Linked DNA regions of Mus musculus: region 1 is linked to region 2. A link is a contact called in public promoter capture Hi-C data. All regions are on one chromosome and are shown on one strand. The core of a region is the stretch at or near the end of the contact, and the rest is flanking DNA. Distances in the headings are between cores, read along the strand shown.

The links. Capture Hi-C pulls out chosen DNA fragments and counts their contacts.
Region 1: a contact with region 2 is called in a promoter capture Hi-C map of adipose tissue. The contact joins the promoter of Tomm22 here to the promoter of Polr2f in region 2. A contact is called at or near these places in 5 of 39 promoter capture datasets (the C10 cell line, the HPC-7 cell line, embryonic stem cells and 2 more), 1 of 484 Hi-C or Micro-C datasets (bone marrow-derived macrophages), 5 of 115 datasets of contacts at active chromatin or transcription factors (astrocytes, cardiomyocytes, extraembryonic endoderm stem cells and 2 more) and 3 of 9 other capture datasets (adipose tissue, embryonic stem cells and pancreatic islet).

Annotation. Positions count from the first base shown.
Region 1 is chr15:79,668,270-79,672,195 of GRCm38.p6, forward strand. It overlaps Tomm22 (translocase of outer mitochondrial membrane 22), which reads left to right and starts at 2,599. Exons shown (of 4, transcript NM_172609.3): 1 at 2,599-2,739; 2 at 2,904-3,022; 3 at 3,628-3,745. The coding sequence starts at 2,623.
Region 2 is chr15:79,138,708-79,142,982 of GRCm38.p6, forward strand. Polr2f (polymerase (RNA) II (DNA directed) polypeptide F) reads left to right here and starts at 2,618. Exons shown (of 5, transcript NM_027231.2): 1 at 2,618-2,727. The coding sequence starts at 2,708. 1700088E04Rik (RIKEN cDNA 1700088E04 gene) reads right to left here and starts at 2,544. Exons shown (of 7, transcript NM_138581.2): 1 at 2,448-2,544; 2 at 2,174-2,285; 3 at 531-593. The coding sequence starts at 2,276.

The sequences.
Region 1 (3,926 bases), core at 1,349-3,848, 530 kb after region 2:
TGATTTGGTACTGAGCCTGACAGTGGGCTTCAGTCCCTGGCATGCAGCCCCTCAGCCCTTCAGCCCACTGCTGAGGTCAAAGACACATTTCACATCTCCACAGCTCAGCCCTGTCAAGACACGTAATTGTAACCAGCGTGACAACACAACACACTCTTTAGTTTGGAAACTGCTGTAGATGACAGGGCAAACCTTGGAGGCCTGAATCTCAGCCCACTGTGGCAGAGGTGTCTATACCGAGACTGTAGCTTAAAGCCCCTCCTACAAGCCAACAGAACACTGCAGCGAGTGAACAAGGAGAGCATAGTGGAGAATTGCAGCTCTTGATCTTTCAAGGGCCAGGCCTGGAGATCTACTTTTCTCCCCTTTAACTCCGACATTTTCTGTTTCTATGAGGTAGGTTGCGTGTGTCCTACTGCTCGATGTGGAGGTCGGAGGGCAAATGTCAGGAGTCAGTTTTCTTTGTCCCATGTGGGTCCTAAGGATCAAACTCAGGTTGTCAAGCTTAGTGACTTGCGTTCTTACCCCATGAGTCATCTTGCTAGCGCTTAATACTGAAGAAACCAAGAGAGGATCCAGATGCATCAAATAGGTAGACATTATGGAATAATGGGGCTTGCTTGTGTCCGGATCACTGACTGTTTTTTGGCAACCATTTATTGAGCACTGCTGATGCTGGGTATCTTTTTTGGTTTTTTTTTTGGTTTTTTTGTTTTTTTTTCTTTAAGACAGGGTTTCTCTTGTGTAGCCTTTGCTGTCCTGGACGAAACTAACTCTGCTGACCCAGGCTGGCCTAGAACTTTGAGATGTGCCTGCCTCTGCCTCCTGAGGGCTGGGAATAAAAGTGTGCAACTGTGTTTAATTCTCATGACAACTTTAGTACTGTTTTTCAGTTGAAGAAACCGGTCCAGTGAGGTGAGGGCTAGAAGGGAAGGAGCTATAGCTGGAGCCTCAGGGTGCACTTGTATGTCCAAATGATGTGACTTCCCCTGCCAACACTGGCACTTTAAGCAGGGTGCTGGAGTCAGAAGGTCGTAGAGCGGCTGTACTGTGAAGGACTTATGAGCTGAACGCTGCCATAGCCCTGGTCTGTCCTCTGCTCCGGGCTCAGGATTTTCTGGATCGTCTTGTCCACCCCCCAGTGGTCTGAGGGTGACATTGTACCGCTCCACTGTTTGCTCTCTTGGCAATTTTGCAATAGTTGAAAACCCTTTTACTGTTAAGCAGACTCTCTTAAACTTACGTATAAGCCGAGCACGATGTTGCATGAGTTTAATCCCAGCACTTTGGAGGGAGAGGCAGGTGAATTTCTGTGCGTTGAATGTTTTCATAGAGAGTTCCAGGACAGCCAAGCCTGGAACTTAAAAAAAAAAAAAGTAATAATAATAGATCATGTTTGTGGCTCAGTTGGTAGAATAAAGGCCTGGTTTTGATTCCTGTGTGGTGACACACCTGTGGCCTTAGTTCGAGGTGGAGGCAGGAGGATCAGAAACTCAAGGTCATCCACAAAATGAGTTCAAGGCTAGCCTGGGCTACATGAAACCGTGCTTTTAATGTGTGTGTGGGCCCAGGGGTGGGGGGGAATGAAATGAATAAGTGGTTTAAAGATGCTTGCTGCTGCAGGGTGTGGTGGCCCACGCCTTTAATCCTAGCACTCGGGAGGCAGCGGCAGGCAGATTTCTGAGTTTGAGGCCAGTCTGGTCTACAAAGGACAGCCAGGGCTACACAGAGAAACCCTGTCTTGAAAAAAAAACCCAAAAAAATGCTTGCTGCTGAGTGTGAATTTGATCCCCAGGCCCCACGTGGTGGAAGAAAAGTGTTGTGAATATTCACCAGAGAAGACCGAGTAGACATGGGCTTTAAGCCATAGAAAATCTTTATTAGCCAGTGTTTAGGATCTCAGTATAGCCTAGCAAGCCTTTCTCAGAGTGAGCTTTTAAGCACACACTCGCACATACACACACACAACAAAAAACACGGAGTCAGTTGTGCTAAGGTCTGGGGCCCTGTTACAGAGAGGATCAACTGCAAGTGTCCTCTGACCTCCATAAGTACACATATTGCTCACTTGTGGTGGTGCACGCCTTTAATCCCCGTACTCGGGAGGCAGTAGCAAGTGGATCTCTGAGTCTACAGAGAGTTCCAGGACAGCCCAGGGCTATACAGAGAAACCTGGTCTCAAAAATTAAGCCGGGCGTGGTGGCGCAGGCCTTTAATCCCAGCACTCGGGAGGCAGAGGCAGTCGGATTTCTGAGTTCAAGGCCAGCCTGGTCTACAGAGTGAGTTCCAGGACAGCCAGGGCTACACAGAGAAACCCTGTCTCGAAAAACCAAAAAAAAAAAAAAAAAAAAATTAAATAAACAAAAACCAGATCTCTCTAAAATATGCAGTTTCGGAGCCAAGCCCAGACCCAACGGCACAGAATAGCTGAGAAGCACCCGCATCTCTCCCTGAACATACTCTTACAGTCAGTTGAAATTAAGAGGCTGGCGACACCAAGGGGGCGAGCTGGAGGAGACGCCAACGCTTTCTCTCTAGCCAGCCCGGCTCGCTTCCGGAAGACGCTCTGTCCAGGGGTGGGCCGCTTCGCCTGCTCTCTTCCGCTTCCGGTGTCCTACAGCCATGGCCGCCGCCGTCGCTGCAGCCGGCGCTGGGGAGCCTCTGTCCCCCGAGGAATTACTCCCGAAAGCCGAGGCAGAGAAAGCCGAGGAGGAGCTGGAAGAAGACGACGACGACGAGGTGCTAGGGCTGGCGGGGAGCGGGGCGAGGGCGGGCGGTTGGGGCGTGGACGCCGCGAGCCGAGAGGGCGGCTTCTCCGCGCGGCACGGAAGGGCCAGGCCCGGGGCTCGGCGGTTGCGGTGCTGCTGCCGCTTCACCGACGACCCACGCCTCCTCCACCACAGCTAGACGAGACCCTGTCGGAGAGACTCTGGGGTCTGACGGAGATGTTTCCCGAGAGGGTCCGGTCAGCCGCCGGAGCCACCTTTGACCTCTCGCTCTTCGTGGCTCAGAAGATGTACAGGTAAAAGGGCCGACGGAGAGCCACCGGGAGCGGGCATGGACGGGTGACGGGTGCTGTCAAAGGACAGCGGGCCTCGGGAGTCGCAGAGCAGAGTTTGAGTGACCTTGGATTCATTGTCATACCCCGAGTGTGGTTGGTCTTCTGCAGAAGGGAGTTCTTTTTTTTTTTTTAAAGATTTATTTATTTATTTATTATATGTAAGTACATTGTAGCTGTCTTCAGACACTCCAGAAGAGGGGGTCAGATCTTGTTACGGATGGTTGTGAGCCACCATGTGGTTGCTGGGATTTGAACTCTGCACCTTCGGAAGAGCAGTCGGGTGCTCTAACCCACTGAGCCATCTCACCAGCCCCAGAAGGGAGTTCTTAACCTGGCGGGGTCGTTATGAGACTAAGGTTACGTATATACGAGGCTTATAAGAATGCACTGTATCGCTAGGTAATTACTGCTCCTCTTGCCTCTGCCAGGACTCTGGGGGCAAGGAATTGGTAGGGTACGCTTTTAGAAGATCGAGGGCGGTACTGCACGTCCTGTTCCAGGTTCGGTCCTAGCCGGAGTGCCGGCTTTCCTTTTCATGACGCCTCATCCACTCTTTCCCTCTGCAGATTTTCCAGGGCAGCTTTGTGGATTGGGACCACTTCCTTCATGATCCTGGTTCTTCCCGTTGTCTTTGAGACAGAAAAGTTGCAGATGGAGCAACAGCAGCAACTGCAGCAACGGCAGGTGAGCACATGTTCTTCTTGGCGGTGGGCCAACCGCAGAGCCCCAGGAGATTGGCACTTAACCCCAAGTGGGAGCAGGTCCCTGTACTTTCAGGTACTTGGCAGTGTAGAATTTGCCTGCCCCTCATGTGTGACAGAAGGGACCGACGACTGGAACTATGCAGTATCTTAACAGTCTTTTT
Region 2 (4,275 bases), core at 1,368-3,867:
GTGCTCTTACCCACTGAGCCATCTCTCCAGCCTTGTGTTTTGTTTTGTATTGGTTTTTTTGAGACAGGGTTTCTCTTTGTAGCCCTGGCTGTCCTGGAACTTACTCTATAGACCAGGCTGGCCTCAAACTCAGAAATCTGCCTGCCTCTGCCTCCCAAGTGCTGGGATTAAAGGCGTGCACCACCACTGCCCGGCTTACTGAACCCTTTTTAATGAGACGAGATCTCACTGTGTAGCCATGGCTGTCAAGAACTTGCGGTATGAACTCCCCATCCCTTTCATATAGAGCGACATTGAAAATGTATTTCTGAGCCAGGCATGGTGGCACTCATTGTCAAAACTAACACTTGGAAGGCAGAGGCAGGCAGACTTCTAATAGATCTGTTCGAGGCCAGCCTGGTTTACAAAGTTCCAGGTCAGCCAGGGCTACACAGAGAAACCCTGTCTCAAGAAAAAAAAAAAAAAAAAAAAAAAAGTATCCCTGGTTCCTTCGCCCAGAAAGTCTCTAGCGTCAGAGTGACTGCCCTTACTTTTCATGGTGTCCATGATGTGGCGTTGCTGGAAGTTTGTCAGTTTAGACTCCTTCATCATAACTGCAAAATAAAGCCGGGGCTGACGTCTGGAGCTTCAGCAGACACACCTCATCCCACCAGGTCCCGCCCTTGCCCGCCCCCCCCCTCCATTCTGCACTGAGCTCCTCCACTCCTCTGCCTACTCCATCTTCTTTAGAGTGCCTGTCACTTAAGGTTCTTTTCCTTTTCTTGTATTTATTCATTAATTTATCTTTTTTTATTTCTCTTTTTATTTATTTGTTTATTTATAGAAACGGTCTCACTTTGTAGCCTGGCTGTCCTGAAATTTGGTATGTACATTGGGCAAGCCTCTAACTCACAAAGACTCACCCACCTCTTTCTTCAGAGTGCTAGAATCAAAGACATGAGCCACTATATGCAGCTTTTCTCCCTTTAAGATTGTATGTGGGCTGGAGAGATGACTCACATATCAAGAGCATATATGATGCTCTTCCAGAGGTCCTGAGTTCAATTCCCAACAACCACGTGGAAGCTCACAACCATCTGTAATGGGATCTGGTGCCCTCTTCTGGCCTGCAGGCATACATGCAGGCCGAACACTATCCATAATAAATAAACAAACAAATCTTAAAAAATAAAAGGTCGTGTGTGTGTGTGTGTGTGTGTGTGTGTGTGCGCGCGCGCGTGCGTGAGTGTGTAGCTATGCGTGTATGGCTGCCTGTGGAGGGCAGGGAAAGGCACTGACTCATAGGAAGCTAGAGTTACACATTGCTTTGACCCACCTGATATGGTTGTGGGGGATTGAACTTGGGTCCTTGAGAATAGCCAGTGCTCTTAATCTCTGAGCCATCTTTCCAGTCCTTATTTTATTTCAAGGATAGGTTCTTACTATATTATCTAGGCTAGCTTTTCTTGGGCTCAGGCAATCCTCCCATTACATATGCCTAAGACACACACACTTTTTTGGTGACTGGCTAACATGGGTGCTGGGGAATGAGCTTTCAAAGGGCAGTACATGTTCCTAACCACTGAGCCAGCTCTCCAACTGTAACACACACAGACTTTTTTGTGTATGGTGTGCTGGGGCTGAAACCCAGACTCCACATCTGCCTAGAATATACTCTGTCACTGAGCAACACCTTCAGCTCTATAATTTTCTCCTGTTCATTTTTCTTGTTACCCTCCTGTGTTATCAGTTTTCTGAGAGCAAGAGTTGTCCTTTGCAATCCTCTCAACACTCTATTCCTAGTACCTAGGACAATATCCAAATCACACATTAGGTTTTTGTCGTTGAATAATTAAGTGCATACATGCTCATTCATGTAGCAGAGGCTGGAGCTACAGTTGTGAGCAGAAACAGGCACGTTTCTTTGCCTGGTGGTGTTCACCATTTAGAAGGTGACACTAAACACCTCTAAGACTGTATAATGTCTAAGCCTGGTGAAGGGAATTGAATTTGGTACTGTGAAGGTCCCACTGCAGTGAGGAGATAGGCTTCATTGAAAGTGCATGTAAAAGATGAACTAACCATTCCAAAATTCTCCATCTCTGGTCTTTGATTCTTCCCCGAACCTTTCAGAATCCCAAGCTCTTAAGGAAAAACCGCACCGCTCGGGTCGTTGATCCCCTAATGCACTGACCTCTGAGCAGCTCACAAGTCCCCGGCGTGTAACCTGCTTGCTTACGGCAGCGGCGGAACCCGGTTCCTTTGGTCACCGAGTCCACCCTTTCCTGGGAAGCCATGGGAGGGCCCTAGGAGGGAGAGAAGCAATGACTCGCCCTAGTTACGCTTCGCAATCCGGACCTCTCATCACGAGCAACCTGGGAGTCTGAGAAGCTGGTGCCCGACCCCTCGGCTCCGGACAGCGCAGTGACCACAGTCCCTATCGTGACGGTCCGGGGAGGAGCGCTCACCTTAGGCGATGACCTGGGCGTGACAGAGCCCTCCGCACGGAGAAACTCCAAGGAGCTAGAGTGTCAGCGTCCTCACTAATCGCTCCTTGTTACCATGGTAACTAGCGACACGCCTCCACGCACGCGCATTAGCGTCTGGTCGGCCGCTGCTTCCCGGAAGTAACTGCGCCTGGGTCACGGCGCAAGCGCAAACTACGCGTGGTGCGGCGAGGGGCAAAGGCGCGCGTTCTCTGCTCTGCGCCCCGGGCGGAGAAGGCATCATGTCAGACAACGAGGACAAGTGAGCACGGGCCACGGAAGGAGGGAGGTCGTGGTGCGAGCAGGGCTCTTGGAGCACAGGCTAGCCCAGCTGCTGGGTTGGTGGGGCGAAGTCTTCAGAACTTCCTACCTCGCGGAGCAATGGGGACAGTGGTCAGAGAGTTCAGTCCGTGTGGCCCCTGTCCTCTGAGCGCTCTCTTTCTGGAAGGGAATGCCAGAGGTGTGTAGCTTGTGTAGTCGTGGAAGTAGGAAGGAAAAAGCAACCCAGAGAATGGCCTGGAAGGCTGGGAGCAGACGCGGGCTTGGGCTAGGTGTGATAGTAGCAGAGGTGGCAGAAGTGGGGATAGACTCTAGAGAGCATGAAGTTTAGTGTTGTTTGAGGCAAGGCCTCACTCTGAAACCCAGGCTGCCCGGGAATTCACTATATAGCTAAGGCTGGCTTTGAATTCGACACAGTCCTCTGCTTCAGCTTCCCAAGTGTTGATATATCTGGCATGAACCACCAGACCCAGCTGGATTATGGACATTTTTTTTTTTTTTTTCCGAGACAGGGTTTCTCTGTATAGCCCAGGCTGTCCTGGAACTCACTTTTGTAGATCAGGCTGAACTCAGGAATTCACCCACCTCTGCCTCCCCAAGTGCTGGGATTAAAGGCGTGCGCCACCACCACCCGGCTGGACATATTTTTATTTTATTTATTTGGAGACCAAATATAACCTTATATCAGGTGGTTCGAACATAGAGATTCATCTACCTCTGCTTTCCAGGTGATTTTTGTTCTTTTTTTTTTTTTTTTTTCCTGAGACAGAGTCTTTCAACATAGTCCTAGCTGTGTCTGGAAGTCACTGTGTAGATTTGGCTGTCCTCAAACTTACAGAGATCTGCCTGCTTTCACCTCCTGAGCACTGGATTACAGGCGTGCGCCACCATGCCTGGATCCTGATATATTTTAAAGATAGAACCTAAAGGATTTCTTGATACGCTGTATATGTTAATCAAGAGAGAAGATGAACTATGGTAGTCCTGATAGATCAGTCAGAATTCAGAGTCTGGGCGTGGTGGTTCACACCTGTAATCCTAGCACTTGGGAGGCTACTGCAGGGGAATTGTCCTGAACTAGATGTCAACATAGTGAGTCTCAGGCCAGCCTGAGTTACATACTGTGCAGTAAGATTGACTTCAAAACAAGCATACAAAATACAGTCAAAAATGCAATGAAAGCAGAGATGACGGCGTTGACCAGGGCAGTGATTGCCACCAGAGAAGAGATGGTGAGTGAGTGACTTGGGGGGAAGAGAACCCAGAAAAGCATCCCCTCCCCCAGAGTGGGAGGCAGGAGGGAGGAGCCAGGTATGCTGGCTGTCCAGGGGAAGGGTTCAGCATTGTAAAGATCCTTAGTGAAGCTGGGGGTGGTGCAAGCCTTTGATTCCAGCACTCAGGGCAGAGACTTGGGGGGGGGGGGGGGAATCTCTCAGTTCCAGGCCAGCCTTGTCTGCAGAGTGAGTTCCAGGCCAGCCTTGTCTGCAGAGTGAGTTCCAGGACAGCCAGGCAGCACAAAGAGACACTTTTC